2 separate regions of the Mus musculus genome follow, and region 2 is linked to region 1. Evidence: chromatin contacts called from public ChIA-PET data. All regions are on one chromosome and are shown on one strand. The core of a region is the stretch at or near the end of the contact, and the rest is flanking DNA. Distances in the headings are between cores, read along the strand shown. Region 1 overlaps Nsmce2 (NSE2/MMS21 homolog, SMC5-SMC6 complex SUMO ligase). Region 2 overlaps Gm41331 (a long non-coding RNA gene).

Evidence for each region. ChIA-PET counts read pairs in DNA pulled down with a chosen protein or histone mark.
Region 2: an RNA polymerase II ChIA-PET map of memory CD8 T cells shows a contact between it and region 1, with 5 read pairs. The contact joins two enhancer-like sites. A contact is called at or near these places in 2 of 115 datasets of contacts at active chromatin or transcription factors (memory CD8 T cells and pancreatic cancer cells).

Annotation. Positions count from the first base shown.
Region 1 is chr15:59,535,316-59,540,767 of GRCm38.p6, reverse strand. The region is part of intron 4 of Nsmce2 (NSE2/MMS21 homolog, SMC5-SMC6 complex SUMO ligase); the gene reads right to left. Among named protein-coding and RNA genes, the nearest start is that of Gm36677, 80 kb to the left of the region's middle. Within about 2 kb of position 2,122, at least 47 of the 459 cell types and tissues checked have an H3K27ac peak or open chromatin away from gene starts, as enhancers often do. A contact at or near this core is called in memory CD8 T cells, where this site is marked.
Region 2 is chr15:60,184,541-60,189,992 of GRCm38.p6, reverse strand. Gm41331 (a long non-coding RNA gene) reads right to left here. Exons shown (of 3, transcript XR_875373.2): 3 at 2,690-2,885. Among named protein-coding and RNA genes, the nearest start is that of Gm41331, 45 kb to the right of the region's middle. Within about 2 kb of position 2,787, at least 36 of the 459 cell types and tissues checked have an H3K27ac peak or open chromatin away from gene starts, as enhancers often do. A contact at or near this core is called in memory CD8 T cells, where this site is marked.

The sequences.
Region 1 (5,452 bases), core at 873-3,372:
TGATTTCAACTGCTGGTTCCCACACTCACAACAGCTTTCTTAATCCCACCCCAGGTTTCCTCCTATCTGTGAAATGGGCATATTAATAGAACACTCTCAGAGGGCTGAGGTAAGCGTGAGTGAACCAACTTATAAAGGAGCTTGCAACAGTGCCTGGCATCCAGTCAGCATTAGTTTTGCAATTACCTGACTTCAAAGGCCAGGCTACTTCTTCCACATCAAGGGTTAATATTACAAAGCATTTGCATTCATATTCCGATACATGGCATAATTGCTTTACTTATTGGAAGCAATCAACGAAGTCTCCTAATTAAGGCATCCCACCCTCATTTTCACCGTGTGTCACTCTGGAAGGAATACTTTTATGAACAAGACACAGCGAATATAAAATTTCCCTAAACTGAGAAAAAGAGTTTCTACTAGGAAATAGACTAAGCTGCCAGACTCAGGGCATGGTCTACCCAAGGAGGTCACTTAGGGGCAGATGAAAGGATTGCTCCTACGAGAGTCTGGTGGTGGGGAGGAATGGGTGAGGGAAGGTCGGGGCTTTGCTGACTTGAGAGCTCCCCTCTAGACAGCATCTGTGAGAGGAGTGCAGCGTTAGTCACGGCACTGCACACACTCACCTTAGCTGGAAAGCACACAAGTCAGAATGGAGCAAGCAGCTGTTAATAGTGTGTGTGTGTGTGTGAGAGAGAGAGAGAGAGAGAGAGAGATATTGATTGATTTTAGAACCCTTATAGAACAGTGGTCCAGGAAAATGATAAGTTCATTGAGCCAGTGACTGTAGATAACAATGCTTGCAGAAAGGAAATAAGATACGCAGGCTCTAAACACACACACACACATACACACACACACACACACACACATTTTTTTTTAAAGTTTTTTTTTGTTGTTGTTGTTGTTTTTGTTTGTTTGTTTTTTCGAGACAGGGTTTCTCTGTGTAGCCCTGGCTGTCCTGGAACTCACTCTGTAGACCAGGCTGGCCTCGAACTTAGAAATCCACTTGCCTCTGCCTCCCAAGTGCTGAGATTAAAGGCATGTGCCACCACTGCCCGGCAACATATTCTTATTTTCCATATGAAATAAGAAAATCAGTACAGGTAACATTCCTTTTTTATTTCAATTTTGTAATAGAAAACAACAAGCAAAATTTCCAATGCATTTTTGTTCCACAGAAGTACATTTGATTCTTTTGTTACAGGAACAAATGAATCCGCTTTTCCTCGGCCATCATCCCCTCCTGTGTGGGACTATGAAGGCAAGGAGCTTAAAGCTTTCTGTAAAAACTGCTGCAAGGAAACTCAGAATCCAATGGAAAATAAGCTCGGCCACAGCCAAACCTGTCAGCTGGCTTCCTAACGTGGGCAAGTTCTTGCTGTACAGCCCTCTCCACTCCTATACCTCCTCCCCACCATTCCTCATAGGACTTGTGGGAGCAGGGAGCCACTACATTCACTATGTCAGGTCACAGACAGATGAGTGTTAAGCTAAGGGCACACTGGATACGGCTGGGATGCACGAAGTTTCATTACAGCTCACTTGAAGGTTGACCTTGTCATGTCAGAGGGCTATGGAAAAAATGAGCCCGGAGCCTATGCACAGCTATTCGCACGATCTTAGCAAACGGTCCAGTCAACAAGCACTTGCCATCCTTTATTTTTCTGTTACTTGAGGGCTAGTCACTTTAAAAATCAGAACCAAACCACAATTGCTACTAACCTACCAATGATTCCTATCTAGTTCCTCTGTAACAGTCCTGAAGGCACATGGGCCAGGGTTAGCCAGTCGTCCAGGATCTTTAGTAGCCACAATGTGCTTGCTTCACCCAGAGCAGTGTTTCAAAAAGTGTCAAAAGAGAACTCACGAAGGCTTAAACCAGCTTAAGGGTCTGAGGTTGTTGCCTCCCGTTACTCTGGGGTGGCAGAATTCAATTCCTGCCAATCAACCTAGTTATTCTTTGGAACCACTCCCCAGCCGAGCCACAGGCCCACAGTAAGATGAGGAGCAGATAAGGCAGAGGTAGAAACTAAGAAGGGCGGAACTAGCCATAGCCACTCTTCCTTTCTCTTTTCTCCTTGGTCCCCTGCAGGCCCTCAGCAAACAGTGCCGAATGCAGTCAGGAATGCACAGCACACAGGAAGCTTAGCACTGGTGAGGCTCTCTCTGTGCCAGTGAGGACCACTGGTCTCCTGTGAAGTTATTTGTCCTGGGGAGCTTTCAAAGCTGTCCTGAGACTCTTTCTAGGGAAAGCATCTTTGGAGTTTGGTTTGAGATACTTTTTTCCTCCACCAGCCCCTCCTCACTTTGTACATATCTAGGGCTGGTGAATCTCACACTTCCAAGCTCACACGGAGCTTTCCTTGACAGAAACAACTGTGAGCAGACTAGGAGCTCCACAGAGACAGACGGTGTAGAAAACATCTGAGAACCAGACAGAAGTAAGGGCTAAAGAAGGGCAGTGCTTTTAACTGGGGACAAAGGACATGGAGGCAAACAAGTCAGAGAAGTGTTCTTTTCTCCCCTCTGCAGTCAGATCCTGATGTCATCACAGCAACAGGACAGTCAAGAAAGCCCAACCTATTTTAAGTGGTTTCAGGTGACAGATTATTGGCCCACACTGAGATACAGGGTGGTGGAGAAAAGGTTTCCTGTGCTATAAACCACCTTTAATCTCAACTGATAAAACCAGAAGGGATACACATTTCCATTTTCAAGTGTTTACCCAGTGACACCATACTGTGGATTTAGTCAAGTGCTGTCTGGATTATCCAGTAAATGTCACACAACAGCATTTTAGTAGTGCAGATAAAGAACACTGCAGATGAATTCATACTGCAAAACTAATGTCCCAGGTGAGTGTGTTATCTTCATCCCAAGTCATTTTACTTTGTAGTTTTTTTTTCAAGTATAATTTCATGAACGACATTTATCTGGTACAGAACTATGGTTTTGCTTCAGAATTACTGGTTAATCCAAGTAATATGCAGTGGTTTCTATATGAAAGTATGAGATTTAAACTTCTGCCTAGGTTAGTAATATAAACACCACAATATTAATCCATCAGAGAAATGCAAGGTAAAACAACGAGACACCACTTCACACCCACTACAATGGCTACAGTAAGAAGACAGGCAGTGACAAGTGCTGGCAAGGACGGGAAGCAATTGGAACCCTCAGACACTGCTGGTGGAAATGTAAAATGGCGCCCTCGCTGTGGGAAACAGCCTGGGAGTTCCTAAAAAGGATAAACATAGAGTTACCATATGACCCAGTAGTTGTGCTCTGAGATAAACACCACAAGAAGTGAAAATGAAAACGCACATCCACTGGTACACAAATGTTCAAGCAGCGTTATTCATCACAGGCAAAAGAGAAAAACAAGCAGAATGACCGCCAGCTCGTGAGTCAACAATGTGGCGTGTCCATACAATGGGTTAAAGGCATGAAGAGGAATGTGTGGACACATGCTTCCACATGGATGACACTGGAAAGCATCATGCCTAGTCAGGGAAGCCAGACACACCAGACCACACCAACACATTTGTATGCGATATCCAAATGGCACGTCTACAGAGATACAAAGTCCACTTGCAGCGGCTAGCGCTGGGGGGCCTGGAAGAAAACGGGAAGTGAATACTAACAGAGGGTTTCTTGTGATTGTTGTCAAGATGGTCGCACAGCTTTGAAGACTTGTAAAATTCACTCTGAACAGGTGAGTTGTATGTGGTTCTATCAAAGCTAAAGCGAAAGACTCACAGGACGTCAGATAAGAGAAAAGATGACTATGTGATGTAGGGTCCCAGCATCATTGTCTCCTGTCCGGCTCACTAGCTGCAGACCTAAGGGATGGGCTCCTTATCATGGTGGCCTGTCATGTTGAAGACATGAAGACCCTGTTTCTATCACTCACCTCTGTGAGCTGGATGAGTGCACTTTCCTCACTATGGCATTTAAAAGCATTTGTGTGACGCTTTGCACAGGGCAGATGCCCAGGCATCTTTTAGTGAACTGTTAAATGTCCAGCTCAAACTCAACTAAACTGTAAAACTGACTGACTTGACAGTCACGCTGTGCTATATGGGGGTGGGGAGGAGCTACTCAGACCCAACTCGAGGCCTTGAAAACCCAAGCAGTTTTGTTTGCAATAGGGTTCCTGCTCTTAAACTTCCCAGTCTGAATCTCTCCATATAAACTTCCTGGCTGGGGGTTTTCTGATGTGGATTAATGGACTAGATCCCAGAGAATTTAAGGTGAAATAGCACTCTATTTTCCTATTATTTAAGGTTAGAACCCTTACCCCCCAACCCTTGTGATGTTTGTCTCTCTGGTGTCTTAATTCCTGCATTGTAGCTTGATGCTTAGGAGGTCACAGATTTAAGTTCATAGTTGGATTCTGTCCCAGGCAGACAAAAGCTCCATGGGACAGAGTCTAACTGTGCCATTAAATCGCTGTTCAAACTCTGGCAAGTTGTTTGATGGCTCTTTATTTGTAAAATAAGAGCAATACACAGGGGTTGATATGAGCGCAAACAAACTTTGCATGGCACATAGGAGGCAGCTAAGTGCTCTGTGCTATAAGCTAGTGTAGAAGTAGAATGGCCTTCTATGGGAAGCCTTTGGGTCACTGAGGACACACCCACAGAGGACTGACTGCAGGACTTGGGTCTTTTCTGTCTCTCTCACTCCCTAGCCGCAGGCTGGAGTTTGCTCTGCCACACACTCTTACCATACGTGCTGCCTTGCAACAGTCCCTAAGCAACAGGGCTCAACAGTCACCAGGGACTGGGACCTCCACAGCGCAGAGATACATACTTTCCTCCTATAATGACTGTCTCAGGTTCTCGTTACAGAAACAGAAACACATACCCCCCCCCCCACCGACCCCCACCCCCCCCCAAACGTATGCACCCTTGCATGCACCCCACAGTGCCATACTATGGGGATATTCAACAAGTGTTCACCTGTCAATCTTGTAAACTAGCTCTGCTGTGACCCACCTGCAGAAGACTCAGCGCAGCGGGGCTGTGCAGAGACGGAATGCCTATCAGTCTTCTGACCCGGGCTGAGCACTTTTCAGCCTCTATAAACTCTCACCCTCGTCTGGATTTCTCAGTGGACAGAACCAGGGAGTCACAGGTGACCTGTGGAAGCTATTACCACTACCTGTAGTACTAGAGAGGTAAGGTGACCCACTGAATTTCAACTATCATTTTTTTTTTTTTTTGCCAAATAACTTTGAAACAATTTGAATTATTTTCAATAAAATTCTTTTGAAGACAAAAAGGACCCTTGGCCTATTTTTTTTTAAACAATATTTTCCTTTCCTAATGCTTCCATAGCCTCTCAAATCTCCATCCTAATAGTATGGCAAACACTGAAAATACGAATGTTTTCCTCCAGGGTCCTGACTATTTATTTCTCCAAGCTCCTTAGAGACCAGTGTTAC
Region 2 (5,452 bases), core at 1,538-4,037, 650 kb before region 1:
CTCCAGTCATTTTCCCTCACCCAATACCAGATCAGGTTCCCCTCTTCTCCCAGCCCACTTTCCCTCCCAGGTCCCTCCCTCCCTTCCTACTTGTGATCTTTTTCCTCTCCCTCCCAAGTGGGATTGAGGCATCCTCACTTAGGCCCTTTACCTTGTTGACCTTTTTGAGTTCTGTGGACTGTATTCTGTACTTTTTTGGCTAATACCCACTTATTACATGCCATGTGTACATGCCATGTGTGTTCTTTTGGGTCTGAGTTACCACACTCAGGATGATATTTTCTAGTTCCAACCATTTGCCTGTAAAACTCAGGATGTCCTTGTTCTTAGAGCATACCTCCTTAAGGTTATGCCAGTTCACCCTATAACAATAGGGGCTTTGCCATCAGCAAGCAACTTAGAGTTTCAATGAGGGTCTGGAAACTCAACATTTAGCTCTTTAGAAAATTAACAAGAAAAAAAGTGAAACCTTAGTTTATAAGTCTTCATTCTATAGCCAGATTTATAAGGGAACAGAAAAATGAATAAACTAGTAAGACTCAATAACTTAGAAAAGATGAAAGATAGGGTATCCATTGAAATTTAGACTTTGTTTGCTAGAGTGAAAGGGAGGAGTACATGAGGGCTTACATATTCAACAGTCACATGCAGTTTATAAAAGGTTCAAAGTATTTCACACATAAGTGCACAGAAATAGAATCTAAGAACCCAAAAGACTCAGCCATTGTCTCTGCTGAAACACAGTATGTCTTCCTAAAAGCTCATCCACTTTTTAATCAAAAACAATGTCAAGAAAGATTATTCTTGATCACTTGATCAGCGATCCAGGCGCTTTCATTAAATTTACTGTCTGTTCACACAAGCATAGCAGGTGGGTCTTCCCACAGTTTGTTTTTCTCCTGGAAGACACCACAGAGAATCTCAAAATGCCATAACATCAAGTGTAGCCCAGGGTATATGACATGGTCCTTCTCTGCCAAGCTATCCAGCAATTTTCCTTTGTTGAAAATGCAGCTCCCTGTTTTGCAGCTCATCATAAAGGTGTCATAGAGCAACAAGAGTAAAACAAACTAGCCAAAAAAAAAAAATCTATCTACCCATCAAGATGGAACTGTTGACATTTTTCAGAAATGGGTAACATGAACAGTTTTTAAGCCAGCTGACAGACACATTTAGTAGCTCTAATTCCTTACAAAACAAAGTCTATCGAAAATAAAATATTTATGGAAGATATATATAAACACAATGTTTAAAGAATTTCTTGAGAGAAGGATGTTTAGTATTTCTAATTTATGAAAATAAATCTATGTAAGTATCACATAGAAAACATGTTAGATATACTACAAACCTTCTAATACATTACATGTCATATATATATATATACATACATACATAATATCACTAAAATTTCCCTCCAACTGTATCAAGATTCCCACATAAATAGGTTCCTATATCAGGAGTTAATTTTAAGCATCAAGATTTCGAAGATCAGTGGCATGAGTCCTGAAAACAAAAACAAAACAAAAACAAAAACAAAAAAATCAGTCTAAGATGTATAATATTCAAGTTAAATAATCTTACAACCATGGTAATGTTCAAAAAGTAATTAAAATGTTATAACACTAACACTGTTGTCTTACAGTAAACAAAGTTGCAGGAGTCTGATGCAGAAAGCTCTATCACGGGCAGTAGAAACGCTTACCATCATCTTCATCTTTCTCATGCAGAGTACAATGTTTAAAACATTCACATTACCAATGTTTACTCATACAAATCTAACATACTGCCTGTGAACGTCTTTGGATTTGACAATATTTCCCGTGTGACTCATTGCAGCACTTGAAATAACCAGCACCATTTCTAACTCCTTTTCCAGTGAAAGGGAAAAAACCTTCATGATTTTCGAGGGGTCTTTTGGAAATGTGACTAATTTTAGGGGGCTAATGAAACTAATCAAATGATGTTCTTGACACAAGTATCAGTTGATTTGCTATGGGTCACTAGATACCAACCCCCTCATCTCTCTGTACTTTTCCCATTCTTTGCTTGGCCAGTTAAAGTAAAGCTGCTTCCTCTATGTGCATAACTGCATACCAACACTTCCTGCCAATATTTTCCCATTAACTCAGAACTTAGTTGTTGCGGGCAGACCAGCGGCTCATGAGGAATGGTATGGCTGAGATGGCAGGCTCGAGCTGAAAGAAAGGAACTAGATGGATGGGAAAGAGAACAGAGCTGAGACAATTGGGTTCTGATCAAAGCTCAATTTTACTAATTCGTGCATCAAGTTATGAAGGAGGGGGAAGGGGCTAATTCCCACCAAATAATCCTGGGGTCCAGTTGCAGGGTGACCACATGTATGGCTCCAGAACAGCAAGACAGCAGGCTCCAGCAGTGGGTGTGGCAGAACGATTGAGCGGCAGGCTCCACCCTGATGCAAACAGTGAAACCTGAGCAAACAGGTTTCAGGCTGAGGGGGTGGGGGAGGTTACACTTAGTGGTATTTCCTGTGCTTTAGTAACACCCTCACCTCCACCTCTCACTTCCCTACTTCTTTAAAAGACCAAGCAAGAGGCTGTGTATGTATAAAATTTTGCTCGCCCATCCTTTCCATGAAACATTTGTGATTTAAGCTTTAAGAATCTTTGTGGGATGATTCTCCCCTCTTCCCATTGCAATAGACTTCTTAATAAAATGTTTTCAAGTTCCTGTCCAGATTGGATGACTTACTATAGTGGTAATGGTGCCATGATTTGAACAAAATTCTGGCTGCCCCTCAACTGTTGTTTTTCTTCAACTTGCTGTGATTGGACAGTATGCTGACTTCCAGCCTGCTCTCTTCAGGCAAGTGGTGGTGCTGTCTCGTTAAACTCTTTGAAACCTGACTTGGAAAGCAAAATCAAAAATGGTGAGTACCCTCCCAATTCCAATAACCCAGTATTATACACATTTTTTTTTTTTTGGTATCTCTCTAAGTCTACTTGTTTTTTCCTCAATTTCATCGTTTTCTACTATTTCTCTAAATCCTTCTACATTTTTTTAAAACATATGATTAAACTTCATGAATCCTTCTGAGGAAACCATACTTCAGTTTCAGGTCCACGGCTCCTAGCACTGGCAGGCATTTCTTTCACTGTCTAGGTAAACTTTCAATCATCTCTTACCCCACACATCCCGGACTTTGGGCACATGCTCTTGAGAGAACTTGGCATCTTCCTAAACTGTCTCATTCTGTGAGACTTCTTGATTTCATACCTCTGAGATCTCATCCGAGTAGCACACAGCCTTTCCTCCATCCACTTACTTTTTGCAGATGCAAAGCATGTTATTCCTTTAAAAAGTTTTTCAGAGGCAGCATCAGAGACCATCTTTCTTCCCCAGTGTCTCTTATCCTAAGACATTCCCATAACCTATTCTAACTCCAATCTTTCTACCCTCCTCAGTCTTTACTTACGTGACGTGAGTCCTTCAATCTCCTCAACTTCTACACCCCTACCCACTCTACTCCTTTGCCTCCAATTTTCAGATCTCACTTTGTCATTTAATTTCTTATGCTTTCTTGTAATTCTCTCTTACGTTACTGATGACTCTGCGTGAGTTTAGGGACACCAGTACACTAATAATAACAGTATCAGACCAAAAAGTCTAAATAACAGCAAACTAAATGTTTATCCACAAGAACAGGCCTGACAGACACCAGATAATAGCCACGGTCTCTCCTCTCGCCTCCCTTGCTTGCTTTAGCCCACAGGCTTTACAGAATTATATATCAGGTCAAAGGTCAACATAAAGCTGTACTACAGCAATAATAATGAAAAAGCTTCAGCTTTTATATCAAGCTTCGATTTACCCCTCTTCCAAAACCATAATCTTCGTAAAAATGAAAAACACAGGCAATGGGGTCCCATTCTTTTCTATAAACCAATGAGCTTTATATTTCTGTGATAATGCTTCAACTATGGCTAAAATTTAAAACTGGAAGATGTTAAGCTATTTATGTCTCTGTCTGTATATGTATGTATACATTCATGAATGTGTGTGCCTGTAAAGACTGTGTTTGTGCAATATTTTCTTACATCCAGATGGTATTACCACATTCAATTATAAAATCCCTTAAAGGAGCTCGTTTTGGATTGACTTGGGGGCTAAATAAATGCCCATAAAAATTAAGAAATCAAAGGTTTTATATGACCCATGTAAAAGCAGTGTTATTATAAAGACTTTAATAAAATGTTTTAAAACTCAAACTCACATGCTTCAGGTGCGTCTTTAGCTAATGGGAGTAATTTGATATGATGGCATTGTAACTACAACGAGGTCTTCTGAATTGTCAGCAAGGCAAGCATAGATTATTTCATTTGGGTGTTTCTTCCTTGTGCCAACATGCTTAATATGTTTTCTTGATATATGTATATATTATATATATAGATAATCTCCTTGGTATATGCTAACTACATGTTTGATATTTACGACATATGATGGCTCATGACTATTACATCTGAAATCTTTTTCTGTGAAAATTATGCTTATCTATTTCATAAGTTAGATGCCATATGCACTCTTCTTTGAAAAATAGAATTAATCTTTCCATGCATGTATATTTAGCCTAAACCTTTTGAATTGACTGTAAGTGTCAGACATATTTCCCCATCAATTGCATTATTTTGTGGTTAACTTTCATCAGGTCTTTTACTTTTCAAACTTTTAAAGTAATGGCAAGCACAGACTTTATAACTCTGCCTTCTCTAGTTGATTGTGTTTATACTCTGACACCTCCTAACTATCACCAGCAAATTAGGGCAGGGGGCTTTATCAGCAACAAAATAGAACTATCCCAGATACCCACAGAAAAAGATCATGCCAGAAGCCTCTGATGGTGCTTCATAAATTATCATGGGCCATAGCAATGTAAGAGTTGAGATTCCCACACCTCTGTAGTTGAAAAGATACTGTAGGTACATGACTGCTCATCAAAGATTAAGGAGAATAAGAATTAATCATGGAGGACAGGTTGACTGATGAGTGGCTAAAGAATTTCTCTCCAATGGCAGTAGTGCTTTGATCCTCTATTTTTTTCAGTGAAAGGAATATCTTTGGCTCTAGTTATTTGTCACTCAGTATATTTCTATAGACTTTGCTCATCTCTTATTACGGACATGAAAATTCTATTTCTTCCTCCTCAACTCACCCTTTCATATTTCAGAAATTCTTCCTGAGTTTTCTTTTTTTTTTTCCATTTTTTATTAGGTATTTAGCTCATTTACATTTCCAATGCTATACCAAAAGTCCCCCATATCCACCCACTCCCACTCCCCTGCCAACCCACTCCCCCTTTTTGGCCCTGGTGTTCCCCTGTACTGGGGCATATAAAGTTTGCAAGTCCAATGGGCCTCTCTTTCCAGTGATGGCCGACTAGGCCATCTTTTGATATATATGCAGCTAGAGTCAAGAG